Linked DNA regions of Mus musculus: region 1 is linked to region 2. The links are chromatin contacts, called in public HiChIP or PLAC-seq maps. All regions are on one chromosome and are shown on one strand. Each heading gives the region's core, a stretch centred on a gene start, on an enhancer-like site or on the middle of the called end of the contact. The rest is flanking DNA. Distances are from core to core; before and after follow the strand shown.

The links. HiChIP or PLAC-seq counts read pairs in DNA pulled down with a chosen protein or histone mark.
Region 1: a contact with region 2 is called in a FOXA1 HiChIP or PLAC-seq map of pancreatic cancer cells. The contact joins two enhancer-like sites. A contact is called at or near these places in 1 of 15 datasets of contacts at CTCF or cohesin (the NIH/3T3 cell line), 1 of 484 Hi-C or Micro-C datasets (liver) and 3 of 115 datasets of contacts at active chromatin or transcription factors (embryonic stem cells and pancreatic cancer cells).

What each region holds. Positions count from the first base shown.
Region 1 is chr4:145,228,603-145,233,199 of GRCm38.p6, reverse strand. Tnfrsf1b (tumor necrosis factor receptor superfamily, member 1b) reads left to right here. Exons shown (of 10, transcript NM_011610.3): 2 at 4,094-4,196. Among named protein-coding and RNA genes, the nearest start is that of Tnfrsf1b, 16 kb to the left of the region's middle. Within about 2 kb of position 3,264, at least 102 of the 459 cell types and tissues checked have an H3K27ac peak or open chromatin away from gene starts, as enhancers often do. A contact at or near this core is called in the NIH/3T3 cell line and pancreatic cancer cells, where this site is marked.
Region 2 is chr4:144,947,660-144,952,618 of GRCm38.p6, reverse strand. It overlaps Gm42344 (a long non-coding RNA gene), which reads left to right. Exons shown (of 3, transcript XR_881562.2): 1 at 1-4,959. It also overlaps a transcript of Vps13d not described here. Among named protein-coding and RNA genes, the nearest start is that of Gm42344, 6.7 kb to the left of the region's middle. Within about 2 kb of position 2,633, at least 170 of the 459 cell types and tissues checked have an H3K27ac peak or open chromatin away from gene starts, as enhancers often do. A contact at or near this core is called in the NIH/3T3 cell line and pancreatic cancer cells, where this site is marked.

The sequences.
Region 1 (4,597 bases), core at 2,015-4,514, 280 kb before region 2:
TCAGACCACATTGAGTAGAGCAGAGGAGTCTCTAATCCCCAGGAAGAGTTCTTTCTTATTTTATCTTTCCTCTTTATGAGCAGTGTGGCTCCCCAGCCCAGAGACTCTCCCCCCTTAGATGTGAAAGGGTCAGCCAGCCATTGATGTACCCTTTGATGTGTTTGTTACATTAGCAGTTCTCATCTGAACACAACACACTGGGTCCGAGCGGTTCCACGTGTGAGATGTTTATTGGGAGGGGGGCGCAGGGGAGAAGGTGACAGCAGAAAGAGAAGGGGAAAAAGAGAGAGAGGGCCTCCTTAGAAGTGGGAACAAAACACCCTTGGAAGGAGTTACAGAGACAAAGTTTGGAGCTGAGATTAAAGGGTGGACCATGTAGAGACTGCCTTATCCAGGGATCCACCCCATAATCAGCATCCAAACGCTGACACCATTGCATACACTAGCAAGATTTTATCGAAAGGACCCAGATGTAGCTGTCTCTTGTGAGACTATGCCGGGGCCTAGCAAACACAGAAGTGGATGCCCACAGTCAGCTAATGGATGGATCACAGGGCTCCCAATGGAGGAGCTAGAGAAAGTACCCAAGGAGCTAAAGGGATCTGCAACCCTATAGGTGGATCAACATTATGAACTAACCAGTACCCCGGAGCTCTTGACTCTAGCTGCACATGTATCAAAAGATGGCCTAGTCGGCCATCACTGGAAAGAGAGGCCCATTGGACACACAAACTTTATATGCCCCAGAACAGGGGAATGCCAGGGCCAAAAAGGGGGAGTGGGCAGGTAGGGGAGTGGGGGTGGGTGGGTATGGGGGACTTTTGGTATAGCATTGGAAATGTAAATGAACTAAATACCTAATAAAAAATGGAAAAAAAAAAAGGAAAAAAAAAGAGATATTAAGGAAAAGTAAAAAAAAAAAAAGAGAGAGAGAGAGGGAGGGCTGTTCCCCTTATTTATATGAAAAAAATGACGTAACACAGGTAAAGGTGGGAGGTGAGCCAAGTGGATTCTGGGAATATGCTGCAGGTCGCGCTGTCACCTATGTGATGTCATAGGTTTGGGAGGTCCTGATGCAAAGACCCTTGACCTTGAGAACAGTCAGTGAGGTCCCAGACAGTGTGGAACACCCTTATTTGTGTGCTCAGACTCAACTGGTTGTTTTGTCAAGAAATGGAACGGGGAAGTGCCAGGATATTGTGTGTAGGCATGTGCGCATGCGCTTGGATGTGTGTGCAGCTGTCCAGAGGGAGCTGCAGTGGCTTTTTCAGACTGGGTACTCAGCATGGTTCTGCGACTTCCCTCACCCAGCTGTCTGCATGACCTTCCTGAAAAGGATTGCCTTGATGGAGGAACTCAGAGATAGGCCAGGGCAGCAGATGCATCTATGTTCAAGCTTCTTGGCCCTGGTGCCCAGGGGGAGGCTCTCGCCTCAAGGAAATGACATTAGAATTATTACCTTACTCAGGGTAGCAACTATTGATTACTCTTTTCTGTCTGGCTCTGGATAGGGTAGCTCGCACTGCAGCCTCCAATGGGCCCTCATCTGGGGTTACTGGGTGAGCATGAAGACAAGGCAGGGGGCTGGCTGTATTGGGTTGCTTATCCAGGGCACGGTGTGCACAGTCGCCTGAAGAGGGAAGCACTCTGTGTGGACTTTTGGCCAAAGGCGCAAGAGGCAGCTAGGGTACTGTGGCAGGTCCAGAAGAGCCAAAGACTGTCCACAGCATAGAACCCCAGTCCCTTGAGTCATGGCTTCTGGTGGCTTTCAGCTGTTATCACTGAGTGGCTGAGCAAAGAGAAACATGATAGGCTCAGAGGTCACTCAGTGCACAGCACTAGGCAAGGTAGGGTGATGCTCTCCAGACACAGCTGGGGATGGGAAGGGGAAAGACAGAAAGCAGAGCCACTGCCCACAGATCATGGGAGTTTGTGCAGTCTATACAGACCAAATGAGCCTAATAGTAAGGTCGGCATCTTCTCTGATTGGCTTGTTTGCAGTGGCTTTTCAGAGACTGATCCATGCCTTTGCTGTGCTAATTGTTGGATATTTTATGTATCTCTCTTGCTCCCATAGAATTGAGTCAGGAACCGATGTCCAGAGAGATAGGGACACTTGATTGACTATGACCATACAGCTTCTGGATGGAAGAATAAGAAAAGAAGACCACATCTCTCTAACTCTCCACCTTTATCTGAGGAGTCAGGGGATTCATTTGGGTTACTGGTTTAATAAACATTTATTAAGCTCCTGCTGACCATATGACGGCAGCTGCTGGTACAATCAAGAGTGCGGAGCAGCCTTCCTCTTTAACCTAGAACCACCCCTTGGTCATTTCCAGGTGACATCAGCAGAGGCTGCAAGGGTGTTGAGTGTGTGTTCACACCCTCTTTGCTCTTGTAGATCCACTCCCATGTTTGCTCATGAGTTCACATTTGTGCAGAAATGGCTAATTCATGCTTGTCCCTAAAGTTTCCAATTGCTGTTCCACCTTCTGGAAGAAAGGCTGGGGCTTAGGCAGGTCTCTGAGGTACTGGGATAGACCCAGTGGTGACAGTTGCTGCTGCTGTACACTTCTGAGAACTGAGGACCTCTTGGAGATCTGAGGGAGGGCTCTGTGTTTCTCACAGTTGGTTCTGTGCCATGTTGGGTGTTTTTTTGTTTTTTGTTTTTTCTCCTCCCCATTTGTCTCCCTTTCATAATTATTTATTTAATTAAAAAATGTGAGTACTCCTGAGTATATGTATGTGAACCACACACATTCAGGAGTATGCAGAACTTAGAAGGGAGCGTCAGGTTACCTGGAACTGGAGTGACAGACAGTTGTGAGCTGCCATGTTGGTGCTGGGAACTGATCCCAAGTTGTCTCCAAGAATAGTAAGTGCCCCTAACCACTGCGCTATCTCTGGAGCTCCTCCTCCCCATCCTCCCCATCGCTCCCTGCTTTCCTGGTCTCTCCCTGGAAGTGCTTAGCCCAGTCATTGAAATCATGGCCTAGAGAGACAGACAGGACCCAGGCTCAAATCTCTGTCACTGCCTTAGGTGGGTAACCTGTGCTCGTTATGCCTGTTTCCTTTCTATACAATGGTCGGAGTCCAACATGGCTGGTTGTTAGAGAACTGAATGCAATAATACATCCATCTCAGGTCCAGGCTCTGGAAGCACAGCCTGAGGCATGGCTTCTTGTAACAGGAGAAGGCTCTCAGGCAAGAGGGTGGGGTGGCAGGATGTGGCAGCAGGGTCACATGTTTTCCAGCCAAAACCTATGAGTGTTGGTCTTGGGTTGAGGCCAAGGTACTGCCTTTGAGTTGGAGACTTGTCGGCCAGTGCTGAGGCTATTCTCCTGGCAGTTGGAGTCTGAGCATGGCTAGGAGCCCCCACTGGTCCAAACCTTCTAAGCCCATAGGTGTAAGGCAGCACTGATGTGAGGAGGTGCACAGGTTTGTTTTCATTCTGTATTAACTTCCTGAGGCAGCTCTGCCATGGCCTGTGTCAGAAGCTTGGGTCTAGAGGTGGCGCAGCCATTATCTGTGTCATAGGTGGCAGCATATGGACACATGTATGTACACCTGTGTGCATATGCATGGATGTGAGTGCAAGGACACACGGTGCCAATTCAGAACAATGACATGAAGGTCAGAAGGGGCCATGTCTATATTCAGAGAGAACCCAGAGGAGGAAGAGCCTACATTAGGCCCAGGAGAGTAGAGGGTACTTCTGGGAGAAGGAAGACCTCAGCCACAAGGACAGAGGGACAGATGGACAGACATCCTAAAAAGAGAAGCTTTGTGTGGAGGTCCTTGTCACAGTGAGTCAAGCCACTGTCTTAAAAAAACTACATCTTCTCAGAGCCTTGCTGGGTCTCACCCAGCAGGCAGGAGGGAAGCCCTAAAGTAACCCACTTCCTGGCCCAGCAAACTGCAGACACAAGCGTGCCACGCTGAAGAGGAAGGCCAAGAAGGGAAAAAGCCTGGGCTCTACTCTCTCAAGCCTTCCTCGTCCTCCAACGCAAAAACCCATCCATGAGGCCTGGTGACAGGTATGCTGGAGCCCAGAGTCATACTGATGGCTGCCTCCCTTGTTCCCTTCCAGGTTGTCTTGACACCCTACAAACCGGAACCTGGGTACGAGTGCCAGATCTCACAGGAATACTATGACAGGAAGGCTCAGATGTGCTGTGCTAAGTGTCCTCCTGGTGAGAGGCAGCTGCTGGGGCTTTGGAAGGTGGTGCCATGGAGGGAGTGCTTGTCTGGGAATGAGGGCCTTCAGCTCTCACTGGCTGCTTTATACATGCTAGGGTTCATGATTCATCTTGCCCTGGGCTCTTGCATGTGCTGTGCCCTCCACTGAGCACACTTCTCAGTGTCTTCTCCTGGTTACTGCCTACCTACATTTTGACCCTATCCTCTTGTCCAGGAAGCCTCCTCAATACTGCAATGATGTCCTAGTACTTTTCATAGCCCCACTATGTGCTATGTCTACCCCTATTGAGTAGTGAGTGTAGCTTGGTCCCTGTGGAGTTCCAAGCACACGGCTGGCCTATATTGATGTCCTGTACTTAATTGTCAAGTAAATGAATGGATAGCCATATCATAG
Region 2 (4,959 bases), core at 1,384-3,883:
TAGGAACTTTATGTTGCACCTCCAACTACTTTTAAATTATATTTTTAATTAGTTTACAAAGTATGGATTCCTATAGAGGGTTTTCATATATTTTTACTTTTGATTAACCTACCCTCACCTTCTTCTCCCCCATACACCCCTTGTCCCTGGTTAAACCATTAACTCTCAGTATTCCACCCTTCACCCCATAGCCCTGCCATCTTCATATTATATGTGTTCTATTATTCCCTTTTCCCTTAAGTCCTCTTTCCCTCTCAAGAGTCCTTTTTTGCTTCCTGGGCTTAGAGCTACTCCACATTTACACACAAATCTCAAATTTTGAACTAGGATCTACATCTGAGTGGGAATCTGTGACATTTGTCTTTCTGGACCCGGGGTGCCTCACCTTTGATCTGTTTTCCAAAGATTTCATTTTTCCTCATAGATAAATAAAAGCCCATTGTGTTTATTTTGGTTTCCCACTCATTGGCTCATGGATATCTACGTTGATTCCATTCCCTAGCTATTGCAAGCAGAGCGGTAATGAGCCTGATGAGTAAGTTTCTCCCTCGGAAGACTGGAGCGTTTGGGATACATGCCCAGGAGTATCACGCCTGGGTCATATGGAAGTTCTATTTTTAGCTTTTTGAGACACATCCAGATTGGTTTCCATAGTGGTTGCCCCAGCATTTGTTGTTATTTGTTTTCTTGATGATAGGCGTTCTGACTGGGGTGAGATGGAATCTCAGTGTGGTTTCAGTTTGATTTCTCTGATGGCCAACGATGTTGAACACTTTTAAAAATGATTTTTAACCAGCTATATTTTTGGTGTTGTTCAACTCCATGGCCCATTTTTATCATTTTGCTTTGCTTTGTTTTCTTGCTGTTTATTTTCTTACATTCTTGGTATGACTTAGAGACTGATGCTTGGCCAGATTTGTAGTCGGCAAGTATTTTCTCCCATTCTATAGGGTGCTTCTTCATTTGACTGACAACTCTTTTTGTATGTATGCTTAGGACTCATCTGATTTTCTTCACTTTTACACAGATCAGGGACCAAACCTAGGGAGTTGTGCCACTCACAATAGGCTGGTTCTTCTGATATCAATTAATGTAATTAAGACAACCCCCCCCACCACAGAATACTCACAGGCCAACCTGTTCTAGACAGTCCTATACTGAGACTCTCCTTAGGTAATTCTAGGTTGTATCCAGTTGAAAATGAGAACTATCCATCTTGACAAGCAAATGCTCTCACCTCTCCCAGTGCCCTCTGACCTTCTGTCACTGTCTCCCATTGGTGGAGGTTAACAGGAAGTCAGGGTCAGGTGCCCAACTGATACAAGGTGTGGAAGCCAGTCACATTTATCACATGAGACAGATCATGGAGATCAGCTAGGCCCATGGATAGAGCAGGTTTGCTCAGAAGGCAAATGGACCACGTCCCAAACCTCCTTGTCCCCCACCACAGACCATTCTCCATGGAGCAGCCTGAGGATACCATGTGCTTTCAATGGGAAGGCAGGACAAAGCAGAGCCACAAGGTGGCCAGAACCTGGACTTATGCCACTCTAACTAGAGGAAGGCTGCCAGCTAAGCAGGAGAAGAGAAGTTGCAAACCACATTTATGTTGCAAACCACATTTATGTTGGATTTACTACATATGTAGGTTTTTACATAGCAACCCGACTCTGCATACCCACAGAACAGGGCAGCACGGTTTCTTCTCTACAGCATTGTTGGGAGACTTAAATCAGGTAGAACTTGCTTCAAACGATGCTTTCAAGCATCACGAATTCCCAAGCAATGGCAGCAATTATTATTATTGCTTAGTATGTGAAAGGAATTCAAAATCATAACATCTTTTCTTTTCTTTTCATGTGTATGTGTGGCTTGCATGCACAGGTGTACACGTGTGGGTGTACATGGTGTGTGTGTGTGGAGGTGCATGTGTGTGCACCCACATGGAGAGGTTTAAGGTTAACATTGGGAATCTCCCTAGATTGCTTTAGGAGAACAGACAAACTGTGAGGAATATATACAGAAGGTCAGCGTCCCCACCTCCAGCCCCATCCCAGAGGCTTCTGACAGTGTGGTCTCTAGGGGTGGAGCTTATGCCAGACTTCCCACAAGAATTCACAGTGTGGCATTCGGACCCCAAGAAGGCCTTTAGGGACACTGCATCCAGGCCAGCACCTGAGTCTATCCTGTAAGACAGAATAGAGGTAATCCTGCTTTCAATAGGCTCAGCCTCTTCTGCTTTTGTGTACTGGCTTTTCTGGTTATCCCGGGGACAGGACTCAGGTCAGAGAGAGGCTTCTCGAGAATGTGGAGAGGAGAGGTAGGCCCAGCCTCTCCAGTACAGTAGTGAACCCAGCCTTCCCAGTGCCACTACAAAATCACCAGGTATGTGCCTGAGCCCAGTGGCCACTGCCCACCCCTGGGTGGCTCCCTACCCACAAGGCCATGGCTTCTCCATCAGCTATCAGAAGGAGCAGGAGGTGCTTTGAGATTCAGAAGAGGTAATCAGACGGCCTGTATTGCCAGTGTGGCTATCAAGTAGCAGCAGATACCTAGCCATAAGCCTATGACCAGGCCAGGGCAGGGTGTTCCCTGCTTTGAAGGATTGTCCCCCAAGCCCCACCCCCATGCAGAACAGACCATTCTCAACTTTGCAGTGTTGCAACCAGATGCAAGCTGCTGGCCTGGCTGGCCCAGTGGAATGTACTGCTGGCTCTCTCTCTCTCTCTCTCTCTCTCTCTCTCTCTCTCTCTCTCTCTCTCTCTCTCTCTCTCTCAGGGAGTCTGGATCCTGCCCCTTGGGGAGAGGCTGAGCTCACCAGCTTTCTCCATTCCTCTTCTTGATTGGCACTTTAATGAGGGCAGAAGGGGCTGACCCCCTGCCAAGGGGCCAGTTCATGCCCCGTTTATCTCACAGCCCGAGTCAGACTAAAACAACACTGCAGGCCTAGCCGCCAGGAGCCTGGGGGCCTGCCGCCCCCACCCTGGGTGATGGATTGAGTGACCACAGTGAGCTGGCAGCTGAAGTGTGTGGTGGCCGCACCTTCCTGTCAGTGTGCAACAAAGGAGCCTGGCCCCACCGGCTGGCTGGCCAAACCGCTCTCCTCCTTGGGGCAGCTCCAGGGGCTTGGCCTTCCTCCCTGCTTCCTGAATACCAGTGCCAAACTTCTAGAGACAGGTCTAGGGACTAGCCTGATATACTCTGGAACCATTCTGGGGTCCTGGGGGGGCAATGCCTGGAATGAGGCCTTCTGAGGTTTCAAGCCTGGCTGACCAGAAAGTACATTTTTTTGGGTTCCAAGTGTCAGGGTCCAAGATGGACTTTTCTCAGCGGATTCCCCATCTCATGCACATCTGACCAGCTCTGAGCCCACTCATGGGGGAGTCCAGCCAGGCCATCTGTTTGCTGTGCAGCTGTGAGTGAATTTATCAACCTTGCTGAACCTTTGAGTCTTTTTCCCTAAAAGGCTTATATTTGTCTCCCTCATTGGGTTTTTATGAGAATGAAGATTAGGCAAAGCCAGCACTTCTATAAGCCAGGTCTCAGGGGCTCAGTTTACCTGATTGTTAAGAACTACCTCTCAAGTATACACACACACACACACACACACACACACACACACACACACACACACACACACACACACACAAAGTGCTATGGCACAAATGTGGAGCTCAGAGAACAACTTACAGAGGTCACTTCTCTCTATCTACAACATGGGTTCCAGGGGATCAAACTTGGGTCGTCAGGGTTGGCAGTAGACACTGTCACTTCCTGAGCCATCTTGCTGGCTCCTTTGATTGACTTTCTGAGGAGGTACCAGGGACAAACCCAACATCTCAATCAGGAGTTGTCTCACTCTCTCCACCGGCATTCTATCCTATGGCTTCCGGATGAAGCTCACTTTATACATTAGCCTCAAGGCTAATTTAATTTACCCAGTGTAGTGCAGAGTAGAGACAACAATTCTAACAAGACGTGGCTCTGAAGACCACAAAGCTATTCCCAAGACCCTGGGTAACAGACTGGAATTTCCCACTGGGAAAAAGTGGACAACCCCAGAGGCCCCCACAGTCAAGGAGCTGGAGCAAGGTTTGTGACATTCTTCTGGGCCACCTGGGTGAGTCAAGATGCCAGCCTTTCTCATGGCTCTGCTGATGGCATCAAGTGAACTTGAACTCTAAGCTATTCCCCAGACCCCACAGAAAGCAGGAGCCACAGAGGGAAACACCCCACCCCACCCTGCCTTCAGCAAAGGGGCATTGCCGTTGTAAATCCTCTGCCTCAAGGCTCCCTGGGGCTTTGCACCAAGAATAGACAGTCTCAAAAGTCCCAGCTGTTTGGTTCCTTGGAACTTCATCTATAAACCCAGGCCTCCCTGGAGAGGGGAGGGAACCATTCTCCACTTGGAGGAGATATCACCTCTCTGTGAACTCCCAAAGGGCAGGAGGCCAAGTCCCAGCCAAGGTCAGAGGAAGTGACACGACCATAATAGGACTTCATGTGGACCTTCTGGTTCTTCTTGCAGGCCCTCCAAATCAGGGCTCTGTCCTTCAGCAATAATACCCTCCACACTGGACAAAAGGTGACATTCTTGAACAAGGCAAGGTAGATGGGGCCTTGGAAGGTGGGTTGAACCTCAAACTCTTAGCCAACAGACATAAATAGACTTTGGACCTTTAGTTAGGCCCATGAGGCCGAGTGCCCAGGCTCAAGTCTGTGGAGCGGCCTTAAAACTTTCCCAGAGTCGTTTCTTCCTGTCTGTCAGCCCCAACTCAGCCTCCAGCACCCTTTTGCAGTGGTATCGTCAGTAAAGCTTTCCCTCACTGATCCTGCTCTCAGAGGGACCCCTCACCCCACTAGACAGAATAAACTATGTTCTATTCTGGGTCAGGCTCTGCTGAACTCCACAAGCCAGTCCAAAAAGATGCCACATGTTAATGTCAGGCTGTAATAAGC